Regions from separate parts of the Mus musculus genome. Here all the other regions are linked to region 2. Evidence: chromatin contacts called from public promoter capture Hi-C data. All regions are on one chromosome and are shown on one strand. The core of a region is the stretch at or near the end of the contact, and the rest is flanking DNA. Distances in the headings are between cores, read along the strand shown. Region 1 holds the start of Smn1 (survival motor neuron 1). Region 2 holds the start of Erbin (Erbb2 interacting protein). Region 3 holds the start of Ipo11 (importin 11). Region 4 holds the start of Zswim6 (zinc finger SWIM-type containing 6).

Region 1 (2,796 bases), core at 100-2,599, 3.8 Mb before region 2:
CTAGCAGACGTGGGAGACTAGCTCTCTCCTCTGAGTTTCAGTGGTCAGAGCAGTCTCTGCAGGCAAGCTCTCCTCTTTTAGGGAAGGTGCACAGTTATCTGGTGTTTGGACCTCCTCCTGGCTGAAGATGAAGGCCCAAAACAGGATCTTTCCCAGAAGCTGTGTTGCTTTGGCCAGGAAGGTGGCCGGTTTTCTGGAGCCGAAGATGTCACCGCCTCCTCATTTTTTTAAATTGCAGGTTTTTGTGGTTTTGAGACATTGTTTCAGTGTTCTGTTGGGTAAATATCCCCTAATTTAGCTAAGGCACTCTGCCTTTTACCAGCTCAGTAGGATGTGTTTCCCAGATACTCTGTCCATGTCCGCAGCTGGGAACATTCTCTTAACAAACGATCTACACCCACATCACTATCAGTGTGCCCCTGGTCCAATTTTATTTTGTTAAATCCTGGAACACAAGAACCCACAAATCTCACTGGGCGCTTTTGGGATGCCCTATTGTCTATGCCCTATTCCAAGATCCCCTAAATTGTAGAAAACAGTGGGTTTTGCCAGGCTGTGCCCTGCCCTGGGAGAGTCCATCATAGTTTGAGACAGGGGCTCGCTGCAAACCTCTGACTGGCCTGGAACTTCGTATGTAGACCAGGCTGGCCCCAACTCATACCTGCTTGCCTCTGGAAACTCCACCCTACAAGCAGCTTCTGACTCCATCTTGAGGGAGGTGACTGAAACCTCTGGGTACACCAGAAATAGCACCATCTGCCAGGACTTATCTAGTTTTTTGTTTGTTTTCTACAGGCTGATAGGTGGCTTATTCCTGAGTCAATCTGTAAATTTATTGGGATAAATCAAAACTATGGTGGCACATGGGATATCGAAATTCTATCAGGAAAATCAGACTCAGGAATTTACCAGATATGCCAGATGAAGGAAATGGTCGACTCCCCTTACCTCAACCTTGGGCCCATTACAAAACAGACACCTAACACTGCAAAAGGCCCGATACCAACCCATCGTCTAATAATTGGTGTGTGCATCAAGAACCAGCAAACACAGGATGCCCTTATTGTGAAGGTTCATCCCAAACTCGGGAAGCTGAGGTAGCAAAGGCCAGCCTAGGCTATATAGCGAGGCTGACTTGAAAAATGAAAAGAAAAGGGCTGGAGGGAGGAAAATAAATTGGAAGAAAACAGAGGGAAAGGTTAAAAAAAAAAAAAAGAACTAGAAGACAGGTGGAGGGGAGAAAGAGAAAAGACAGATGTGGGAGGAGTGAGTTGGAAGCGTGTAGGAGGTCTCTGGCTGCCTCCGGGCCACCGTACTCTTCCGGTCCCAGAAGCCCCATGACGGAAGTCGTCATTGAGTGAGCCCGGCAGCGTCCGTGGTAGCAGGCCATGGCGATGGGCAGTGGCGGAGCGGGCTCCGAGCAGGAAGATACGGTGCTGTTCCGGCGTGGCACCGGCCAGGTGAGGTCGCGGCTCGGCGCTAGCACTCGGAGCGCTGCCCGAGACCGAGGCGGTGCGAGCTCGGGCCACATCCGCAGGCGGCTCCTGGTGCAGCTCGGGCGCCGGCGAGGCTGTGAGCCACGCTTTGGTCCTGTGTGACTGTGAGGGGATGTGCAGGAACGGGGACAGGCTGGCTGAAGCAAGGCAACCAGATAGGAGCCATTGGAAAGCTCCAGATTTAGGTCAGGATGAAGATGTTCACAGGGACTTTAGACTAAAATGCTGGTTTTCTGGATCCAGTTTTGTAACCGGAAAGACCAAGTGTTGCAAACAACAGTTGATAAAGTTTGAGAGAGAGGGATAACTAAAGTTGCCCGGAGTAGTTGAAAGTTGCTATTGACTGCATTGCATTCAAATGTATACGACAGCAGATCCGAGGCAGGGTTGGTGGTGCACGCATAATTACATGCACAAACACTTGGGAGATGGGGGCCGGAGGGTCGGGAGTTCAAGATCCTCGGTTACAGCGTGAATTCCGGACCAGCCTAAATTACAGGGAGACTGTAGAAGTAAGATAAACACTGGTAAGTACGAGGGCAAATCAGAGCCAAGTTGGTGGACTGTGCATGTGATCAGTCCCAGCTCCTGAGGCAGGAATGTGAAGTTGAGTCTAGCCTGGGAAACAACATACTCCATCTAACGAAGTTTAAAACATTAGGACCTCGGTCGTCTTATGGTATGGCAACTGATTTCTGCTTGGGGCTTGGGGTGGGAGAAGAGAATTCTGGGCAGCTTTGGGCAGTGCTGCATTTCCTTCTTTGGGGGACAGCCCAGCAATTCCTATTCTGAATAAAGCTTTGCCCTTTGTCCTCAGGGGAGCCCTGGCGGTCTGGTTCTCTCCTTAAAACCACAAGGTTCCTGTGCTAATTTGTCATCGTGGTAACTTCTTCATGCCCAGGGTGATGGGTCATGTTTACAATCTCAGGGGTAATCTTATTGATTGCAGCTTCTTTCTTGTTGCTGTTTTGTTGTTTTGAGACAGGTCTCACAGGGTAGCCTTAGGAGACTTGGAACTCTCCATGTAAGCCAGGCTGGCATCAAACTCAAGGAGATTGCCCCGTCTCAGCCCCCCCTCCCGCCCCCATTTGAATCAGGGACACATTCCATAACCTAAATTGGCCTGGAATTCAATATGCTAGACTGGCCTGGAGCTCTTGGCAACCCTACTGTCTCCAGCTCCGGGATATTGGGATTGTAGATTATAGATATGAGCCATTTTAATTTGTAGTTCATGGTTTTGTTTTTGTTTGTTGGTGTGCTTGTTTGTTTGTTGGGATAGAGTTTTATGTTGTAGTCT
Region 2 (2,700 bases), core at 7-2,506:
AAACAAAAACAGATGGGCCAACACACATACAACTGCAAAACAGCGCCGCTTTTTCCGCACAGTGTGACTCTTCTGAAAATTTTAAGGGTTTTATTTCGCTTCCCTTCCAGTGTTGTTCCTATTCGGAACTGCATACAAGTCCTGACCAATCAACTACTTGCAGGTGTTTGGCGTTTTGTTTTGTTTTTGTAGCCATATCCTTCTCCGTCCTCATCCCTAATCTTTACGACATTCTGTTTCCTAGAACGCCAGTTTCAAGAAAAATCTAGCAGCTACTCTTCAATCAAGTAACCAAACAAGCACTGTTAAGCTACTGACTGAAAAGAACGCACGACTTACTACTACTACAAGCGGCGCCTTCGCTGTCCAGAAAAAGCAATCGGGAATGGCAGGCAGCCGGTTTCTAAAGTCCAAAGAACCAGACGTGTTCTACCGAAACGACCTCCGCGTAGGATTAACGCGAAAACCAAAACAATCGGCACCAACATAAACAAATGTGGCAGCCATCTCAGGGAGAGGGAATCAATCTCTCCCCGCAGCCAGAAGACTCAACTTTCTTCGGAAACAAAAGTTGCCAGCCTCAGCAACTTGATATACAATGTATACGTCCCGGAGCACTAAAACTTCTGGCCCTCCTGCTCAACAAAGGAACTCTTTCTTCCGATGGCTGAAAAACTTTTCGTCCCACCGCATTCTTACAATCCCCGTCTTAAAAAGAAAGGAATCCAGACGGTAGACGGGGCGAGGGGGAGAAATCAGTTCTACTATTCGGCGGCTAAAATGCCAAGGCACGGGAGAAAGAAGGGAGACGAGTCGGGCAGAGCGAGGTGGACTAAAGTACCGTCGCTTCCGGCCCACGAACTTGGCTCGACGCTTCCCGTAAAAGAAAGAAAAAAAAAGAAAGAAAAGAAATTACCTCTCAGGGTGTCTCAGGGCAGCCGTCCCGAGGCTCGGCTTGACATGGTTCCCTGCCCTTCCTCAGTGGCTCCGGGCCCCGCCGAGGCTCCCGTGAGGACGAGGCGGATGTGGAGCTGCCGCCCGGCCGGCCGCAGCAGTGCGGCTGCTCCGGTGGGGGCTGGGGTGCGGGCTGGCTTCCTGCTCGCGACTTGTGTCAGGAGTTTCCCAGCCCCGGCTCGCTTCTCCGCCGAAGGAAAAAACTTTTCACTCGTGACACCGCCCGGAATTGCCGTGCGAAACTCACTTCCTGCCTGGGTGAAAAGCAGGCTCCAGCTCGGGGCCCGGGAACCCGGAACCCCGGGGTGGCGCGCCGCGCCGCCGAGGGGGAGGGGACGGCGCCCGCCCCGAGCCGCGGAACCTCGCGCGGCCCACGGGGGGCGAGGACGCGGAGCTCGGCCGGCCTGGGCCGCACTAGGCCTCCGCCCCCACAGCCGCGCCGCGCGGGTATTGTCTCGAGTGCGCCGGCCGCGCCCTGCGCCCGCCCGGCCCCCGCCGCTCCGAGCCGGAGCCGACCGGCCGCGCAGGCTGGAAGGCGACCGTCCGTCGGGCGGTCCGACCGGCCGGCCCTGTCTCTGCCACTCGCGCTCGAACCCTCCGGGCTTCCCGCCGCCGTCCCTGCGCTCTCCTCCGTCCTCTTTCCCTGCGGTCGCGGCCGCGGCGGCGCGGTCTCCTCGGGAGCTCGCGGGCCCGCGCCGGGGGCCCAGGCTGCGTCGCGCGCCGCCGCGCCACCTTCACTCTCGAGCGGGAGACGGAGAGGGGAGGCGAGGCGGAGGAGAGAAAGGAGGAGGCGGACCCGGGCCGGGCCGGGGTGGAGGGAGTTTCTGCTTCACAGGCCTCGGCGGCAACAGCGCCACCGCCCCGGCGGCTAAGGGGGCCGAGGCTGCGCGCGGCGGCGGCGGCGGCGACGGGGGCGGGGCGGGCTCCCGCGGGGGCGCCCCAACCGCCCACAGCCAGGCGAAGGCCGGCGCGAGCCAGTCAGCGCGCACGGGGTCTACGCGGTCGACGTCGGCGGCGGGGGGCGCGGGCCGGGGGCCGCGGGCCGGCGGGGAGGCGCGCGGCGGGAGGCCCGCCACCCACCCTCCCGAGGCCCGGGCCGCCGGGCTCCCCTCCGCCCCCCACGACCCCGCGAGGCCTCCGCCGCCCGGGCCGATCGAGTTTCTTTGTACGACCGTAATTGGTGCAAAGAGGTTGTTCGAGTGCAGCCCCGATTTCCAGGCAGCAGGTATCTCTTTCAGCTGCAGCACTCCGACGCCTCTAATGGCACGCTCAGGTTGCAGGAAACCACCGCCGCTGCTCCGTGCAGCTTCTTCCCACGCCGGGCCGGCCTCCGAGCTTGCTGCAAGCGGCGACGCGGCCGGGGGCCCCTCCGAGGAGACAAAGCTGGTGCTGGGAGGCGGGGAGCGTGGCCCGCGAAATTGCCTCAAGACGGTGCCTTTGTTAGAGGAAACATTGGATGCACTCCGAGCGCCGCGAAGCCTTCCAGCCCCTACGCTTTCGGGCGTGCAGTCGTTCAGTCAGTCGCGCTGGCCCTGGTAGTTCTGCCTGGCAGGGTTTGCGTTTATTGCAGAGAGAGACTTAAGCATTCTGTCAACACATATGGCTTAGAAAGCTTCAACCATAACATTGCCGTTTTTACAGTTACTGCTTTAAGTATGTTAGCAGACAGAACATCCTTGTTTTACCCGAGGGAATGGAATAGATTCTGGGCAAACCATCGTCCACCCCCACTCTGCTGTATTAACT
Region 3 (2,901 bases), core at 34-2,533, 3.0 Mb after region 2:
ACCATCAGAACACCCAAAGAAGAAGAAAAAAGTCTGCAATCCTACCACCAGCAGGAAAAAAAAATTCTAATTCTACCAAAATTTTCCTCTGTGTGGAACAAAGATGTGGGGAAAGCTATCAAGCCATGTAGGTAATGATGTAAAGAAAGCTATCAAGCTCATATAATGAAGTCATTCTGCCCTTAACCAAAGAACAAAATTCTGAAATAATGTGGAAATGGAAGAGAAAAATCTCAGTCCACGAGAGGTTAAAATATATGGTTGCCAACTGCTCTTCCTTGCTTCCTTCTATACAACAAGCATATCTTAAAGGCATTATCGCATGTAACAGAGCTCCTGTAACGTGTGGAGAAGAGGTGTGCCAACTACAACCTTGGCACCAGAAGCCAGATTACCGGTCTTTGCTATGTACGCAAAAAAAAAAAAAAAAAAAAAAAAAAAAAATCACTCTGCTGTAAGATTCTCACGTTGACCACGCAATAAGAGAATTAAGGGGAAAAGAGCAAATGCTATGGGCCTCGAAATAATTTTGCTGAATCACAAATATTCCCAAATGTAAAGCTGCAGGAGTCGCTGAGCCTGTGCACTGGCGGCCATACCTCAGCATGAATCTCCTCTCGGAGAATTGATGTTGAAGTCCCTTCACTTTTTCCTTAAAGGTGAAGGAACGATCGGAATGCTTAAAGCTTTCCAAAGCACAGCTTCCACGGCAAGGTCGCGTGTGCAGCTAACTCCACACACCGGTCTTGGGAAGGGGAACACGTTTCCCTCGTGCTGTGCAGCCCAAAGCCTCCAAGGACAAATACAGCCCCCTGGCCGGCGACAGGGGACACAATAGGTACCCTCGCCTTTGCTCAGCCTGTCACTCAGACCCTGCCACGCCGCACCGTGGACCCAGCACCCAGAGGCTTCCCACAGCCCGGGAGCCCGTGCTCGCCCGGGCTACACCAGAGCCGCGAGGGCCCACGGCCACGCCGCACAGCTCCGCGGGACCCCGCGTTCCGCCCTCGGCGCGGGGTCTCTCGCTGCCCAGCCCACTCCTCCCTTCCTTCCTTCCATCCGCGCGGCTCGCGGCCGGGCCTCACCGCGTGCTTCGGTCCGGAACCGCCCGGCCCGCCCCTTTCCACTTGTCCACACGAAGCGGCGTTGGTTGCTTCCTCGTCCCCCACGCTCCTAGTCCACACGCTGCCGCCTACTGATGCCGAAAACGGCTTCTAGGAACGCGCCATGTTCCGCGTCGCCACTCCAAACGACGAGGGCGCGCTAAAATTACGTCACAGGTTCCCAGAGCGCCGAGAGGCCGAGGAGGGAGGCCATAGGACGGCGGAGGGAAGGGGAGGGAGGAACTCGAGTTCGAACCCGAAGGCGCGCGGCAGCCAATAGGGTTGTGTGCGCTTGCGTGGTACCCGGAGCAAGGCGCCGGCTTAGGGGCCCCTGTAACTATGGAAACCGTAGGTCCGGAGAAAATCGATAGTCTCCTGCGCTGATCGAAGCCTAAGTCAAAACCATTCATTGCATCTTCACTATTCTGTCAGCTACTTGGTTTAGGAGTCTGTCACGGCAGAAGAGGGTCATCAAAAGAATCCCATTGATGAACTCTGCCACCATAGGTATTTGGATGAGCATTGTTGGTTTTGGTTTTTTTTTTTTTTTTTGGGGGGTGGGGGTTAGAGTTCTGCTGGTTTTTGTTTTGTTTTTTGTTCTTGTTTTTTCGAGACAGGGTTTCTCTGTATAGCCCTGGCTGTCCTGGAACTCACTTTGTAGCCCAGGCTGACCTCGAACTCAGAAATCCGCCTGCCTCTGCCTCCCGAGTGCTGGGATTAAAGGTGTGTGCCACCACGCCCCGCTAGAGTTCTGCTGTTTAATCAGGGTCTCAGGACCCCAGGCTGGCATCGCTGAGGATGACCTTCAAATTCCGACGCCGCCACTTCTCAAGTGTTAGGGTTACATGCATATAGTCTCTGTTGGGAAGGTTTAGGAGTGCCCAGTCATTGAGTTAACCAAAGGCATTTCAAAAATAAGCTAATGTGTGTGTGGCTTTCATTCCAGAATCCAAAGAGTTCCTGGAGAGTGGGTGGAAGTGCGTGATCCTCTGGGAGCACAAAGTGGTGTAGCACAAACTCACAGCTACATGGTTGGTCTAAAATGTATCCACATTCCCGTTGATGCTAATGTTGCCAACCACCCAGAGGATGTGTCCAATGGTAGAGAGACAAGCGATAGTTAGTGTGGGAAGAAAGAATTAAGTAGTTATTAAAAAGAGAAATTTTGAAAAATAGAACTCTTTTATTGGAGTCATAGGTCTTTTGTAAATCTTAGGAAATGTTTAATTTTAAAAAATGAGCATACGCAGGCCGGGCATGGTGGCACATGCCTTTAATCCCAGCACTTGGGAGGCAGAGGCAGGCGAATTTCTGAGTTCAAGGCCAGCCTGGTCTATAGAGTGAGTTCCAGGACAGCCAGGACTACACAGAGAAACCCTGCCTCAAAAAAAAAAAAAAAAAAAAAAAAAAAACACACAACAACAACAACAAAAGCATACACAAAGTGTGTCTAGAATACTAGGACCCCAAATTAGGATGTATTCAGAAGTACTAATTTTGACTAGTATTGAATGGAAGATGCAGGTGCATATTGTTGACAAAACAAATATTTACAGCTAGATGAATAACCCTCAATCCACTGTACTTCATTACTATATTTTCATGCTCAATTTTGAGAGAATAGGGAAAATATTAGAATTAACTTATCATTGAGTGTCTTCAGGTTATATTTGAAATCTTTTTCTTTTTGGGGGTGGGGGAGGGTGGGTTGCTAAGAGTAGAACACATGGCCTTGAACATGCCAGGCAAGCACTGTAACCACTAAACTATTTCCGCAGTGTGTATTTGAAAACATAGT
Region 4 (2,882 bases), core at 283-2,782, 4.0 Mb after region 2:
AAGGAGAACAAACTGCCGGGAGGTGCGGGGCGCGCAGCAGCGCAGGGGCGCAGGGGCCGCGGGGCCCCTCGGTGCGGACGCCGGCCGCGGGTCACAGCGTCGGCGGTGCTGCCCGCTCCCTCAGCACCGCGCCCGAACCCCGGGCTCAGGCAGAAGTCGGGCGGCGGGGTGCCTCACGGGACGGAGAAGCGAGAGCGGCGCCCCTCAGCGGCCCGGCCGGCCGTCACTGCCGGCCGGGGTGGCTCGGGGACCCGGACGCGGACGCCGCGGAGCTCGTTGCAGACACCTTAAAGCAGCCTGAGTACGAGGGGCCGGCCGGCTAGCCGGCCGGCCGTCGGAGCCCCGAGCGGAGCGGTGGCCGAGCGGGGTTGAAGGGATCGCCACCACCCCACCTCGGACCGCGGGGCGCGGAGCAGCGCCAGAAGAAAGGACGCGAGCCGGGCAGTGCAGAGCGAGCGCCCCGGTCGGCATTGTCTGCGGCCCGCGCCCCCTCCCCCGCGCCGCACGCCCCAGCCCGAGCCCCGCGGCCACCCGCGCCTTTGTCCACGCCCGCCCCGCACACCCGCACTCAGCCTGCCGGACAGACGACCGGGACGCCGACACCCACCACCCCGCCACCGAGGGGCGCGTCCTTGCTGATTCATTTCCCACTCGCGCTAGCCCGTCCGGGGAGACGGGGGCGGGGACCAGCGGGAGGAAATGGGCGCTCCGCTCCGGGGACCGTCCGAGTCGCCCGCTGCTGCACCGCGCGCGCCCGACCCGAGGCGGCCCAGGGGATCGGAGGGGAGACCCTGCCCTCCCCCACCCCCGAGGGACAGGAGGACAGACCGAAGGACCGACGGCCCGCGGCAGCCCCGTGACTCACCGACTTGCAGGACGTTGTCTACGCAGCCACTCTCCAGCAGCGCGATACCCCGGCGGAAGGGCAGCCGCGTCTCGTCGCCGCCGTCCGCAGCGCTGGCCGCCCCCACCGACGGGGTCCCGGTGCCCGCGGCGACGGCGGCGGCGGCGGCTGAGGTGGCGGCCGGCGAGGATGAGGAGCCGCCGCGCCGCCGCGCCGCGCCCGTGCTGCCGCCCGCCGCCGCCGCCGCTGTCGTCGCCGGGGCCGCCCGCGGAGCCGCCGCCGGTGTTGAAGGACGAGTACATGCAGATCTCCCGCTCACTGCGGGGAAAGGACCAGTAGACGATGCGGCGCTGCACCGGCTCCGGGATGCGCTCGAAGCGCTCCTCCACGCGCTGGAACGGCCACTTCTCCGCCACCCTGCGCGCTGCGATGTCCAGCAGAGACTCGGGGCTTTGGGTCTTGCCCGGCGGCAGCAGCCCCAGTGCCGCGCCGCCCCCGCACGCCGCCGCCGCCGCCGCACCGCCCGCCCGCGGGCCGGGCCGACAGGCAGAGCTGTAGCCGCCACCCGCGCCGCCGCCGCTGCTGCCCCCACCACCGCCGCCGCCGCCGCCGCCGCCGCCCGGCCGGCAGCAGAGCCGTTTCGCGGGAGGAGGCTGCTGTCCGCGCTCCGCCATGACCGCGCCGCTTCTAACCCGACAGCGGAAGTGCCGGGACCCTATAAACGGCACAAGGAAGCGCGACACGCACACGCCGTGGCGACGCCACGCTGCCATCTAGGGCCCGCCGCTCCTTGTAGGGGCACGGGAGGTGTGGCCTAGGCCGTGACGACATCGCCGAGGAGGAGCGCCGATAGGGAGAACCTAGGGGAGGGGGCGGGGCCTATGCAAATCACTGGGCTGAAACATAAATAGAGCGCTCCGTGGACACGGGGGTGGCGGGGGCACCCGGGTTGGGTGCCCGGTGGGCTGTGAGAATGTCAGGCTGCTGTGACGCGGGAGGCGGGGCTCAGGCGGGGTTTCCGCGGGAGGGGTCGGGCCGTCTGCCAAGGGGAAGGGTGGGTGGGTCTCTGCGCCCCCTGTCTACTCAACTTAGCCCTCCAGCGCCCTGCCTCCTTTTGATGTCCGCCGAGCGTGGACGCTCCTCGTGGGTCGCCGCGGGGCGGGGAGGGGGGAGGGTTCCGGACTAAATGGAGGGCGGGCCGACTGCTCGATGCCCCACCCCCCAGTCAGCCGGCCCCGCGGGGAAAAGCCTCTGGGCGGAGGAGGCGCTTTCAAAACAAAGAAATGCTGCGTGAAGCCCCGGGGACGCGGCCGAGAGGAAGGCGGGGGAGGCGCGGCCCAGGCCGCCTGCTTTCCTTCCAACCCGGCGAAGCGAACTTCCCCCACCCTCGGCCGTGGCTGCGGCGCAGGGGGGAAAGGGAGGAGGGCTGAGCTCAGCCACTGTTTTCCACTTCACTTTTCGCCGACCCAGGTGGGGAAGGGGCGCGGCTGCCCCGCGTAACTGCAGCGCACCCAGCCCTGAGCCCCGGGTTCGCTCCGGCCCGGTGACACGCCAGGGAGCCGAGTCGATCGAGCGCCCGGACACGCGCAGCGCTCGGATGCTGCCCCGCAGCCGCTGGACGCGCGTCCCGAGCCGGCCGCGCCGCCCTGCCCCGCCCCGCCCTCGCACTCTTTCAGTCCTTCGGGCCAAGAAGCCGGCCCGCCCGGCTTCACCCCAGAGCCCCAGTCGCCCTCTGCCGCGACCTGCTGCAGACCCAGGGGGTCGGGCCGCTCACTTAGAGCGCACACACGGGCAGAGAGGATCGCGCAAACTCTCCAACGCGAGACGGTTGTCGCTCACGGCCGCCCGGTGGCGGACAACAGCCGCGGGCGCTCTGGAATCTGCGGCGGGGCTGAGACCTGGAGTCCTTGGCGCTCCGGACGCGCGCTGCGCTCCCTGCAGCATTGGCGGCGCCCGACCGGCGGGTCCTCCCCGCTGCAGGGCAGCAGGAGAGCGAGCAGCGCTGGGAGACGGTGCCCGGGCGCCAGCGGAGGCGGAG

What was found. Promoter capture Hi-C pulls out the DNA fragments that hold promoters and counts their contacts.
Region 1: a promoter capture Hi-C map of pre-B cells shows a contact between it and region 2. The contact joins the promoter of Smn1 here to the promoter of Erbin in region 2. A contact is called at or near these places in 2 of 39 promoter capture datasets (cranial neural crest and pre-B cells).
Region 3: a contact with region 2 is called in a promoter capture Hi-C map of pre-B cells. The contact joins the promoter of Ipo11 here to the promoter of Erbin in region 2. A contact is called at or near these places in 3 of 39 promoter capture datasets (cranial neural crest, liver and pre-B cells) and 1 of 484 Hi-C or Micro-C datasets (CD4 T cells).
Region 4: a contact with region 2 is called in a promoter capture Hi-C map of embryonic stem cells. The contact joins the promoter of Zswim6 here to the promoter of Erbin in region 2. A contact is called at or near these places in 2 of 39 promoter capture datasets (embryonic stem cells and pre-B cells).

Annotation. Positions count from the first base shown.
Region 1 is chr13:100,123,506-100,126,301 of GRCm38.p6, forward strand. It overlaps Smn1 (survival motor neuron 1), which reads left to right and starts at 1,350. Exons shown (of 9, transcript NM_011420.2): 1 at 1,350-1,460. The coding sequence starts at 1,389.
Region 2 is chr13:103,919,330-103,922,029 of GRCm38.p6, forward strand. It overlaps Erbin (Erbb2 interacting protein), which reads right to left and starts at 1,257. Exons shown (of 26, transcript NM_001289473.1): 1 at 917-1,257. D130037M23Rik reads left to right here. Exons shown (of 1, transcript XM_006517803.4): 1 at 1-2,700. The coding sequence starts at 664. The coding sequence ends at 2,493.
Region 3 is chr13:106,935,675-106,938,575 of GRCm38.p6, forward strand. It overlaps Ipo11 (importin 11), which reads right to left and starts at 1,284. Exons shown (of 30, transcript NM_029665.4): 1 at 1,086-1,284.
Region 4 is chr13:107,888,532-107,891,413 of GRCm38.p6, forward strand. Zswim6 (zinc finger SWIM-type containing 6) reads right to left here and starts at 1,533. Exons shown (of 18, transcript NM_145456.3): 1 at 1,073-1,533; 2 at 1,063-1,071; 3 at 1,055-1,060; 4 at 1,050-1,052; 5 at 866-1,047. The coding sequence starts at 1,518.